Linked DNA regions of Mus musculus: region 1 is linked to region 2. Evidence: chromatin contacts called from public promoter capture Hi-C data. All regions are on one chromosome and are shown on one strand. Each heading gives the region's core, a stretch centred on a gene start, on an enhancer-like site or on the middle of the called end of the contact. The rest is flanking DNA. Distances are from core to core; before and after follow the strand shown. Region 1 has its middle 130 kb from the start of 1700031L13Rik. Region 2 holds the start of Adgrl3 (adhesion G protein-coupled receptor L3).

The links. Promoter capture Hi-C pulls out the DNA fragments that hold promoters and counts their contacts.
Region 1: a contact with region 2 is called in a promoter capture Hi-C map of embryonic stem cells, with 5 times the contacts expected there. The contact joins the enhancer-like site here to the promoter of Adgrl3 in region 2. A contact is called at or near these places in 6 of 39 promoter capture datasets (embryonic stem cells, hippocampal neurons, liver and 2 more) and 2 of 115 datasets of contacts at active chromatin or transcription factors (embryonic forebrain and embryonic stem cells).

What each region holds. Positions count from the first base shown.
Region 1 is chr5:82,250,488-82,255,738 of GRCm38.p6, reverse strand. No RefSeq gene overlaps it. Among named protein-coding and RNA genes, the nearest start is that of 1700031L13Rik, 130 kb to the right of the region's middle. Within about 2 kb of position 1,823, at least 4 of the 459 cell types and tissues checked have an H3K27ac peak or open chromatin away from gene starts, as enhancers often do. A contact at or near this core is called in embryonic stem cells and stem cell-derived epiblast-like cells, where this site is marked.
Region 2 is chr5:81,018,828-81,024,309 of GRCm38.p6, reverse strand. It overlaps Adgrl3 (adhesion G protein-coupled receptor L3), which reads right to left and starts at 3,558. Exons shown (of 27, transcript NM_001359828.1): 1 at 2,965-3,558.

The DNA.
Region 1 (5,251 bases), core at 574-3,073, 1.2 Mb before region 2:
CTGGGAGCTCCTTAGGAAGCATGTTTTCTTATATATGTCTAGGGTCCAGAGACCAAATCTTCATGGTGTGTCCCACTCCTATAGCTCATGAATCAGGACACAATTACACTCTTAAGGAAAAGAGAGCCCTTGAAAACAGTACACAGAGTTTCTGATGTATTCCCAAGAAATAAATTTAAATATGAATTAGTTTTAAATAGATTTATATTATTAATATGGTGAGGATTAAAATTATTTTTGTAAATGAGTTCCATCTGATAGTATAAATGTTGTTTAATTTGAAGTTTGGTACGCTTATTTGAAACCTTATCAAATTCATGTGACCGGGTGTTCACAACTTTGGAATCAGAAATGAAGGTTGAAAAGAAAATGATTAATGACAAGAAAGATTACTTTTTTATAGTTTCTATGAGAAAACATAGCAGGATTTTGAAAATAAACTAAAAAGTAGATAATTCACTCCTTTTACTCAATTCTCCTAGAGTAACTTCCTTGAAACAATGGACTCTCTCAGCAGTACTTGGAAAAACTGTACTGTAGGCAACCTAAAAGACAGATTTCACAGTACTCTAATTTCCTTAAAAGCATATGAATATACTGAATAGCAAATGAATAAAGCAGTTGAAAGCATTTAAAGTATTATAAATAATCATTTGCTTTAGCAGAACATATCAGGAAACTTAAGTTTTATTTATTTATTTTTTTTAAGTGCACTCAACTCCAAGACACCTTGGATTGGATAGCTCTTCTTTGTCTGGCTGACATTCCGAATCCCTGTAGACGTCTAGAAGGATCTTTGCATTTGGCATCAATTATAGAAAACTGCATATTGAACATACCCTTGCTGTCATTGAATATCTCTAAAGAACAACGTTCTATACACAAACTGGCAAACGTGCACTAAAGGTATTGTTGGTGGTGGTTTGTTTTAATCAACATCAAATAATTTTAATAGTGCTATGAGACTATTTTGTAAAATATATCAAACAATGTAAATAAGTTTGCCTCTTATGAAAATTTTCTTAGTTTTCTGAATTATTGCATATTGCGAATATATTTTATATAATGCATTTTTGGAAAAATTTATAAATTTCCTCTTTGACCAGGGAAAATAGTTTTGTACACAACTATGAAGCATATTGTAATAATTCCTATTTCCAGGCTTTTCTATATCAACATTCTTTGTATTTTTGATTCCCATAAGATTGTTAAAAGAATTTCTACAATTCATTAATTAACTAAGTATTTTCCAGTAGATATGAGTATATATATATATATATATATATATATATATATATATATATATATATTTCCTTTGATTTTAACATATATTTAAATGCTGTATTGACTGATGAACCATAGGTCAGGTATAAAATAATTACAATCATTGCCACGGTTGGGGCCCAGTCAGCCCCCCTCAATCTGTGAGAATCAGAGTCTCAGACAGAAGGGCACGGAGTTGTTGAGGGTGGGGTGACAAACAGACAGAACACAAGGGAGTGTACCGGATCTGAATGTATTGTCCAAATGAACACCAGAATTTTTTATACAGAAGAAAAACAAAAAGCAAGGCAAACACATCCACCAAGTTACAGTGACACCAAACAAAAGGAATGCATGCATCAAAAGATGGCAGGGACCAGACCATGTTTACCACTTAAAATGGAGCCAGGTGAATGCTCTGATGTAATGCTAGTCCATTGTTAAACCCACTGGGGTTCTTTAGTAAATACCTGATTATGCTTTTTCTCTGGGCCTAGTGAAGAAACCTGTACCAGAGGAGTTCCTTTCCACTAACTCTTTCATGGACAACTCACCTATTTGCTAGGCCATTGTGTATTCCCCTGTTTGGGTGAGACTCGGCTATTGTCCTAAGTAATCACTATGCAGACCAGCCCTGAGCTTTTATAGCTCTGTTCTTTGTAATGCCTGATTATTTTCACTGTCTCTACTAGAAGTGAATTTGAATGTTACTGAATAGGTAACATTCTTACTGAATTCCAAGCTCACCATCAGCTTCAAGGATTAGAACACTGGTGGAGGCTTAGCTATAGGTCAAAAATCAATCCTTTAAAGGCACTTATAATAAAACAATACTGAAAGAGAGCACATGGATTCATACACCAGACTAAAGCGGGGACAGAGTTTGAGTGTACAAGCTAAGGGAATGCCAAGGTTCCAGGAGGCATCGTTTTCTTGAAACTCCTCACTTCATGACTGCCTTCAGGCCTTTTTGCTTGTCAAGCAGACTTCACTGGAGTGGGTGTAGCAAGTCATACTGTTTGGCCATCATGTAACATTTCACTCAATATATGTAAAGAGCATTTGTTGTTTTATATGAAGACACTCAAATTATTATTTGATATTCAAAGTCTTATGTGTCAACAACTTTATAAGTATTTGAGCTAGCCCTTTTTTTTCCTCTTTTATTTTTAGGTATTTTCCTCATTTACATTTCAAATGCTACCCCAAAAGTCCCCCATACCCACCCCCCCAATCCCCTACCCACCCACTCCCCCTTTTTGGCCCTGGCGTTCCCCTGTACTGGGGCATATAAAGTTTGCAAGTCCAAAGGGCCTCTCTTTCCAGTGACAGCCCTTTTATATACAGGAAGTCAGACAAAGGAAGAAAATGGGAGTGGATATGTCATTGAGATAAATAGATTTTCTCCAAAAATATGCATTTTTATGTATTTATATATCCAGTAGATAATATTTAAAGCAGATAGGAAAACATTACATCCAAATACATGTTATGATTTTATGTTTTTGATAAGAGGTATGTCATAAAACAGATTTATCTAGTTTCAAAGAAAGTCTAATAGTCCTAATTACTCAAGCATAGCCCAGGGACTTAATGTATGAAGAAGTACTGTGCTTTAACTTAACATGTGCTATTGCCTATTTTGATTACTAAAAGTCTGAAATGTGCCTTTCTAGGAACCACCATGCACCATCCCAGGTAGTTTCAGGTGGGAAAAATATGTTTTTCCACTGCAACAGTTGTACTATAAAAATAGCAAATTAAAAATGGCCATTTGTATTATTGAGAAAAAATATTGTAGAAGTTTGAGTATTCTAGTTTCTTAATGAAATATTGGGTCATAAAGTAATTCTAGCTTCTGCTTTTGACACTAATACATCCATATTGTCCAAGAATTATGGATAGGGTGCTTTTTCAAAAGAATAAATAAAAATAAAAATAAAATATAGGACCAGTTAAATAATACCTATGAATCAAAAATACAATGGTTAGCAAAAGTGAAGGAGGTATAGCAAAAGTTATACCTCTAGTGAAAACACTGTCGGGTTTCCAATGAGACAGAATAAGTTCTAGTTACATTATAGCTACAGAATTAGACATTGTCCTGGCACCTCACATCCAAAAAAAAAAAAAAAATACAGAAAAACATAGCATGGTGTTCATATACTCAGCTGCTCATAAATGTTTGTCAGTCTCATATCTTGTAAAATTAGTGTTTTGTGGGTTTTTTTTTTGTTTGTTTGTTTTTTTTTTTTAGTACTATAACATGGACTGGAGGGATATCCTAGTAGTATACAGCACGTGTTCCACTTTTAGAGAACTTGGTTTTGGTTCATAGAATCCACATGGTGGCTCATAACTGTAAATTCAGTTCTAGGTAATCCTACACCAATTTATGACCTTCTATAATGGATAGCACACAGACATAGCTGTAGTAAAGCACCTATATAAACATAACTAAAAATAAATTTAAGAAGCATCTTTCTAAAACATGACTGAAACAATGTAATTATTTTCTCTTTCAAATTAGGCACTTAACCCTATGGACGAAAATAATGTTTTTTTTTTTTTTCTTTCAAGACATGGGGCTACCAATGCCCTGGTACAGGACATGGGGTGCAAAATTTCATGAGTTCACCTGTATTTTTTTATTAGATATTTTCTTTACTTACATTTCAAATGTTATCCCCTTTCCTAGTTTCCCCTCTGAAAATCCCCTATCCCCTCATCCCTCACTCTCTCTCCTCTCTCTCCTCTCTTTCCTCTCTTTCTCCCTCCTCTCTCTCTTTCTCCCTCCTCTCTCTCTCTCTCTCTCTCTCTCTCTCTCTCTCTCTCTCTCTCTCTCTCTCTGTCTCTCTCTCTCTCTTTCTTGCCCTTGCTTCTGCATAACTTGGACTAACATACCAAGTAAAATGTCCATATGATTCTATCTTCATAAATAGAAATACTTGTCCTGTAATTAAAGGGTAATATGTACATTTTCTCTAAAGTTGTGTTTAACACAAAGACACAATAACCCATGCAGCTACTTGTTGTAGTAAAACTATAAAATGAAGCCTTAATTTAAAAAAAAATTACATCATATGTATTTACATGTACAGAACAGGTGCATATATATGTTTCTAATATATAACTACAACATAATCAGTTGATATGTTATTTGTGTTTGTATAGATTTAAAACACAAGTTTTGAAAAAGTATTGCCATCCTGTGTCAAAGATTATGAATATTGATCATATTAAGAAGCCAAGATGATTAGATAATTTCTAAGCAAGTAACCAGTAGATTATGAATTTCATGGTTACCTAGGATCATAGCTGTTTTTCATGTAGATTAAGGGACAATAAGGACATAAAATTAATGATCTCTTAAACAAATAGGACTTGTCACATAGGTCAGAAGATCTCGAGTCTAGATGGGAGTAGCATTTGTTAAGAAAAAGATAAATCTGGAAATTAAATGAGCCAAATAATTACACGTATTAAGTGCTTATATCATGTCAGTATATTATCTAAGGATACTACAGATACTATATATGAGCTTTGAAATAATAATTATTGATACAAGTTAATTCCTACTTGTAGATAAAAAGTATAGGCCTATAGAGACAACATTCTCAAATACAGTCACAATGCCATAATTTAAATTTACACCTGACTGATTTGATAAATTTGAGCTTCTACATTTAGTGTATATATACACATGTATTGCTAAGTTTGCAATTATTTTCCTGTGTGATTTTTATTAACATAATATACACCAAAATAATATCAATAGTTGGATATATCATCCTGAATGTGGTAACCCAATCAGAAAAGAATACACGTGGTATATATGCACTCACTAATATGTTGATATAAACCCAGAAGTTCAGAAGATACAATTCACAAACCACATGAAACTCAAGAAAAAGGAAGACCAAAATGTTGACACTTCTAACCTTCTTAGAAGGTAGAACAAAATACCCATGGAAGGAGTTACAGAGAC
Region 2 (5,482 bases), core at 2,309-4,808:
CATTTGAAGAAATCCAATAGTTCACGTAAACCTTGGTACTCATCGTGCCTCTTCCCTGAGTAAGGAAAAGAGCCCACTTGGCCGCACACTCCAGAGGGACAGATTACTGATTATTTAGTGAGAGACGAGTACAGAGTACAAAGGAATGGCATGCAAATGCTCTTGACATATTCACCTTTGCTTAAAGACAGCGCAACCAGTTGACAGAGGCAGGCCTAATGACATCAGGACCTGTGGAATGTATGACTGCTAGGAAACGGAACACATGCAGCTAGGAAACAGAACAGATCTGACGGGATCTTCTAGGATAAAGACTGTACATCACTGCCGTGAGAGCTGCCAAAAGTGGAGAGGAAGTAGTCTACAATCCTCAGACATGGTTCCACGTAAAGAAACTTTCACACAACACCCCCCCCCCCCCTGGCCGCAAGAAAGATCAGAAGGAAAAAAAAACATAGGAATCAAGATTCTATAATTCTAAGTGGTTTTAGAAGGGTCGTGGTCACGTATACTGTCTTCTATAAATATCTTTATCTCCTATAAATGTCTTAGAAAATATAATTTAATCAAAATTAGGCATGAGTGAATAATTCATTATACTGTACTTGTCCTTTGTGGTCAGAACCTTTAAAACTTACACTTAAATCAAAGTGTTTTCTTTCTTTTAAAGTAAACTAGAACCTAGCCATTTTGCACAGACATCAAAGTAGTCAGAAGTAATAGACGACTCAGTAGTGCAAAGTATTTTACTTATTGCATTTCAAAAAAAAAAGAGTTATCTTTCAAGCCTAAGTTTATTAAGAAGTGTTTATCTCTGCACATCTGTTACCCGTCCCTTCACTACTTAAAGGGAGAAAAACACAAAGCAAAACAGAAGAGAACTCGAAGCTAACAGGAAATTCAGCATAAACATCCTCCTGTTTCCTACACAAATGATCTGGTATCCTCTTTTGCGTGAGGCTGGAAAACAACGGGCAATTCTACATGTAATGTGCATACAGGTAAATTGGGCGCGAGAACTGCTGATCACTGAGTACATTATAGACTGAAAAATGAATTAGGGAGCTGCCTGACCTCTGTTATCTCATAGACAAATGCAGCTGACTGTCCAAATGCAAAAGCAAAAAAAAAAAAATTACTATAGTGGTTCCTTGCAGATTCTACGACACCATTCTCTAACTAGCGAAGACAGACCATATGACTCTAAAATTAGCAGACCTCCTATTTACTTCGGAGCAAAACACAGAAGGCATTTTTTCCCTTCCTGCCAGAATCTATGTGTCTCCTCATTTCCCCGGCAGCTGGCTGCAAGGATGTAAAATCAGAGGTGCAAGCAGCCTTACACTTCCTAATGAGTAAGCCACCCAGGAAAGTAAGCACAACAGCCACCAGCAGGTTCGGCTCTGAGGGAGACAGTGGCAAAGATGCTTACACTGTTGTTTACAATGTTCTCTAACTACTGCAGTCTGGGGCCATGGGAGCCTCAGGGAGGAGACACTCGGGAGGTGGCTCCCAAGCCTCCGGTTCTCCCAACTGCTCTCTCACTGGCTATCGATAAAAGCAACACACGTTTCTGTTCGGGCGAGGAATGTGGCCAGATCATTCCGGAGACCAAGGATTCTGTGGGGGCTATACTTGATTACCGCAAATCTGCGAGAGGCGACTGCTCTAGCAGGTCTAATCAAGGCCAATCTGGGATACGGTGGAGCGCTGCACCAGCAACTCCAAACATTGCACGCATCTCTAGGGGAGAGGGAACCTGCCGCCAGGCTTCCTCGCAACCCCACCGGGGGCCCTCTGGGCCTTCTCAAACCAGCTTTTCCAGCTAAGCAGATCCCAAGCGATTTCTATGAACAAGCTTGACCTAAGTAGCTTCAGCTCTCCTATCCCTGCACAGGTCTGCCCGCCACCCTAAGCGCACAGGATCCTAGACACACAGATACCACGCACGCCGACCACTGGTCAACTACCCTTCCAAACAGTGGGCTGCATTGCTGGATATCCCGCATGCCCAGCAGCCTCCTCTGGGCTAGAACCAGAGGCTGTCCAGTGCTGGTCCTCGCGCTCCACTTGAGCCCAGAGACTGCCCATCTCCCAAGAGAAGCACCCAGGTGCAAGCTCGCCTACCTGTAACCCGCCACCAGGGCCACCACTGCTCTGCCCACCGCACCCCGGCGCCGCGGACGCCCGACCCATTGAACATCCTCTCCACACTGGGTGCTCACTCCTGGCACAGCTCAACCCCGTGACACTCACGAAACTGACCAGCTTTCTCTAGCTAAATCGCTCAACAAAGCCTAGGCACTCAGGTCGAAATCAAACTGCCCGGCTGGAAGATACTCAAGAGAGATTTTTGGAGGCAACCCGATTCCACTTCTCAGGGGCGCGACCTGGGCAATCTCAGCCACCTTGGATGTTCCAAGGCAGGCGTCTAGGGAGGATCAACCAGGCTCACCACCACACATTCGCCATCACCCCGAACTGCGCTCCTCACCCGGTCCCTGTTCGTCCTCCAACCCGTTCCCACGTCCAGTGTTGCTCCAGACTAGCGGAGAAAAGGCGCCCCCTTGGCTGCTTTCTGCCCCTACTAAAGGACGGCATTGGGGTGACAGGGCAGGGAAAATGCGCGGGGTGGGATTCGTTCTTGTCACCCGGCGTGTGCGACTGACAGTGCGCTGGTTCTCTTCTCCTCTATATCTCCCTCTGGCACCTAATCGCCCAGTAGCTGATAAAACCTCGAACCCATGCCAAACCCCAGCGCCCACCAGCCAGGAGGCTCCCTTCCCGCCCCGCATCACGATCAGATGAGTGTGCGCATGAGGGCGAGTGTGCGAAGGCGAATGTGTGAGTGGAAGGGTGAGTGTACGTGAACCCCGCACCCCCTCGGTTGCCAGCCCATCGGATGCCGCCGCCTGCGCCCGACCAGGGCGACCACAATTATGAAGAGTGCAAAGAATAAATTACCTTTCGTAACCGCCGGTCCCTGAGATGGTCCCATCAGTTGCTCAACAACCTGCAACCCGGTGCAGTTTTCCACAATCCATCCATTGAGCCCCGGGGCACACACACACACAAAAAAAGAAGAAATAAAAAAAGAAGAAGAAAGAAAAAGAAAACAGAAAAAAGATGGACCTGTCCCACTGTAGACACCCCAGTCACACCAAGCAACGACTGATCAAACCGCAGAGACGACAGGAGGGTGGAGACCCCAGTCAAAGAAACAACAAAAAGTGTCTCTTTTCCTTTCTTCTTCTACACAGCCATGGAGAAAGGGGAAGCCGGGAAAGCCAATGCTAGTCTTCCTTTACGTTTCCTCGCTTCACACGCCCCAGGGGGGCAAAAGCGGAGCAAAGAGAAGGAGGGTTCAAATGTCTCTCTCAGGGCACAGTTGCACAACTTCGGAGTCAGGCTGTGTCTCTCGCTGCAGCCGGTGGACCCAAGCGGGAGCTATTAACATGCGGCAGTCATAACCAGAGCTGCTTTCCCTCCTCCTGCAGCCGCCGCCGCCGCCGCCGCCGCAAGAAAAGCAGCTGCTGAGGAGACCAAAAATCTTCCACCATCCCCCCCCCCGCAGCCGATCTTTATATCCAGTTCTCCCACCCCACCCCCCTTCTCTTTCTTTTTCTTCTTCTTCCTCGTCCTCCCCTTTCCGCCTCCGAGCGAGAGGGAGGGGATAGGTAGGGGCAGCGGCGAGGACCAGTAGTGGCTTCTCCGCCCAGTCCTCCTCGCCGTCCTCCTCCTGCTGCCCCCGAGGTGCTCCGGCAGCAGAGGGTCCGCTCTGCCGCCCGCAACCCGCTCCGAGAGCCCAGGCGCGAGCCGCGCAAACTCCTTGCCGGGTGCACGGCGTGGACGCGCGGGCAGAGCGGGCGCCGGGTCGCCGAGGGTTGCGTGCCTGCCGCGGGGGGCGAGCCCCGAGCTCCGGTGGTCGCCTATCAGCTCGCCGGCCAGGCCGGGTAGCTTCGGGCATGCGGGAGCTTCATCGCCCGGCCCGGGGTCTGAGCCGATGCCGTCACCGCCAACCTCCTCCTCGGCCGCCGGCTTCGGTCCTCTTTTTTTTTTTTTTTTAATTTTATTTAATTTTATTTTTTTCTCTTCTGGACTCCCCACCGGAGCCACTGAGGCTCGGGGCGCCCTCCAGACACGCACACGCTCTTCCCCTCGCGCGCACACACAGGGGCGAGCTCCTGCCCCAGCACACCGTGCAGCCCGCGCGCGCACACCCGGAGGGAGAAGACTGAGGCCAACGAAATAAATAAATAAATAAAAGAGAGAGCGAGAAGAAAGAAAGGGGAGGGGGGGGGGCGAGTCACAGGCGGTGGCGGCGGCAGCAGCAGCAGTAGCAGCTGCGGGAGCGGAGGCAGCGCGCAGTCCGCGAGATGCCAGCAGCGGCGGCGGCGGCAGCGGTGGCGGCGTCGCCCTCCTGGCCCGGCCGTGCCATCTGCATCCCCGCTCCTGGGAACTGGAGCGAGCGCTGCGGGCCGAGCGGGCGGAGGGGGCGGTCGCGCCCGCAGACAGGCAGCGTGAGCGCAGCGGCCAACGCAGCCGAGGCCCGAGTGAGCCTCTGGCGGGGTGACGGGGCGAGAGAGCTCCCAGGACCAGGGAGGGGGGCTCCAAGGCCGGGAAAGGGGCGGCCGGCAAAACCCGGATCTGGAGTCCGCGAGGGCTCCGCGGGCGCGGGCTCCACCTAGCCGCTCCGCAGAATCTTGGAGGTGGGAACCGTGGGGCGGCTAAGGGAGGCTTCCCTTGCAGGGTTTGTCAGACAAAGGGTATCTCTCTCCTGGATAGGAGCATCTCTCTCTCTCTCTCTCTCTCTCTCTCTCTCTCTCTCTCTCTCTCTCTCTCTCTCTCTCTCTCTCTCTTCTCTGCTCTCCATTTCCACTCATCTCTAGCCCCCCCCCCTCTCTCCACTCAATCTCTTCACTCTCCCTTCCTCCCTCCCGTTCTCCTCCTCCCCCACTCTTCTGCTCTAGGTGAATGAGGTACCAGGCTGGGAGTTCTGCCAGTGTCTTTTTTTTTTTTTTCAGGTGCAGATTACTCCACGTGTTCTTTATGCGGGTGCTGACTTCTAAAGCATTGCCTGCTTTGAGTCCATTTTATGTTTCTTGAAACTTACCTCAATGTACAAGTTCATTGCAAAATTGAAAGCACACCTTTCTACGAAAAGATAGGACCTAGAGACTCAATGATTTTGATTTCACTACAATAAAAATTACCATGAAGGATATAGAAAACTGTCTTGGTTCTATCTCCATGCCTTCTGCTGTGATAAAGTTTGCCCACGTGACCTTCATCAACTAATTGTACCTCTTTGGGATGCTTTTGTAAATGAAATTGTTAAAAAATGTCTTTCTTTCTTCCTTCCTTCCTCCCCCCCTCCCCCCCCCCGCTTCTCTCCTATAACATTTTATCGCTTCAAGGACTGTGGATGTAGTTTCTATATAAGCATAGTCTAGTGACTAGGATTTATTGTATGAAACCAACA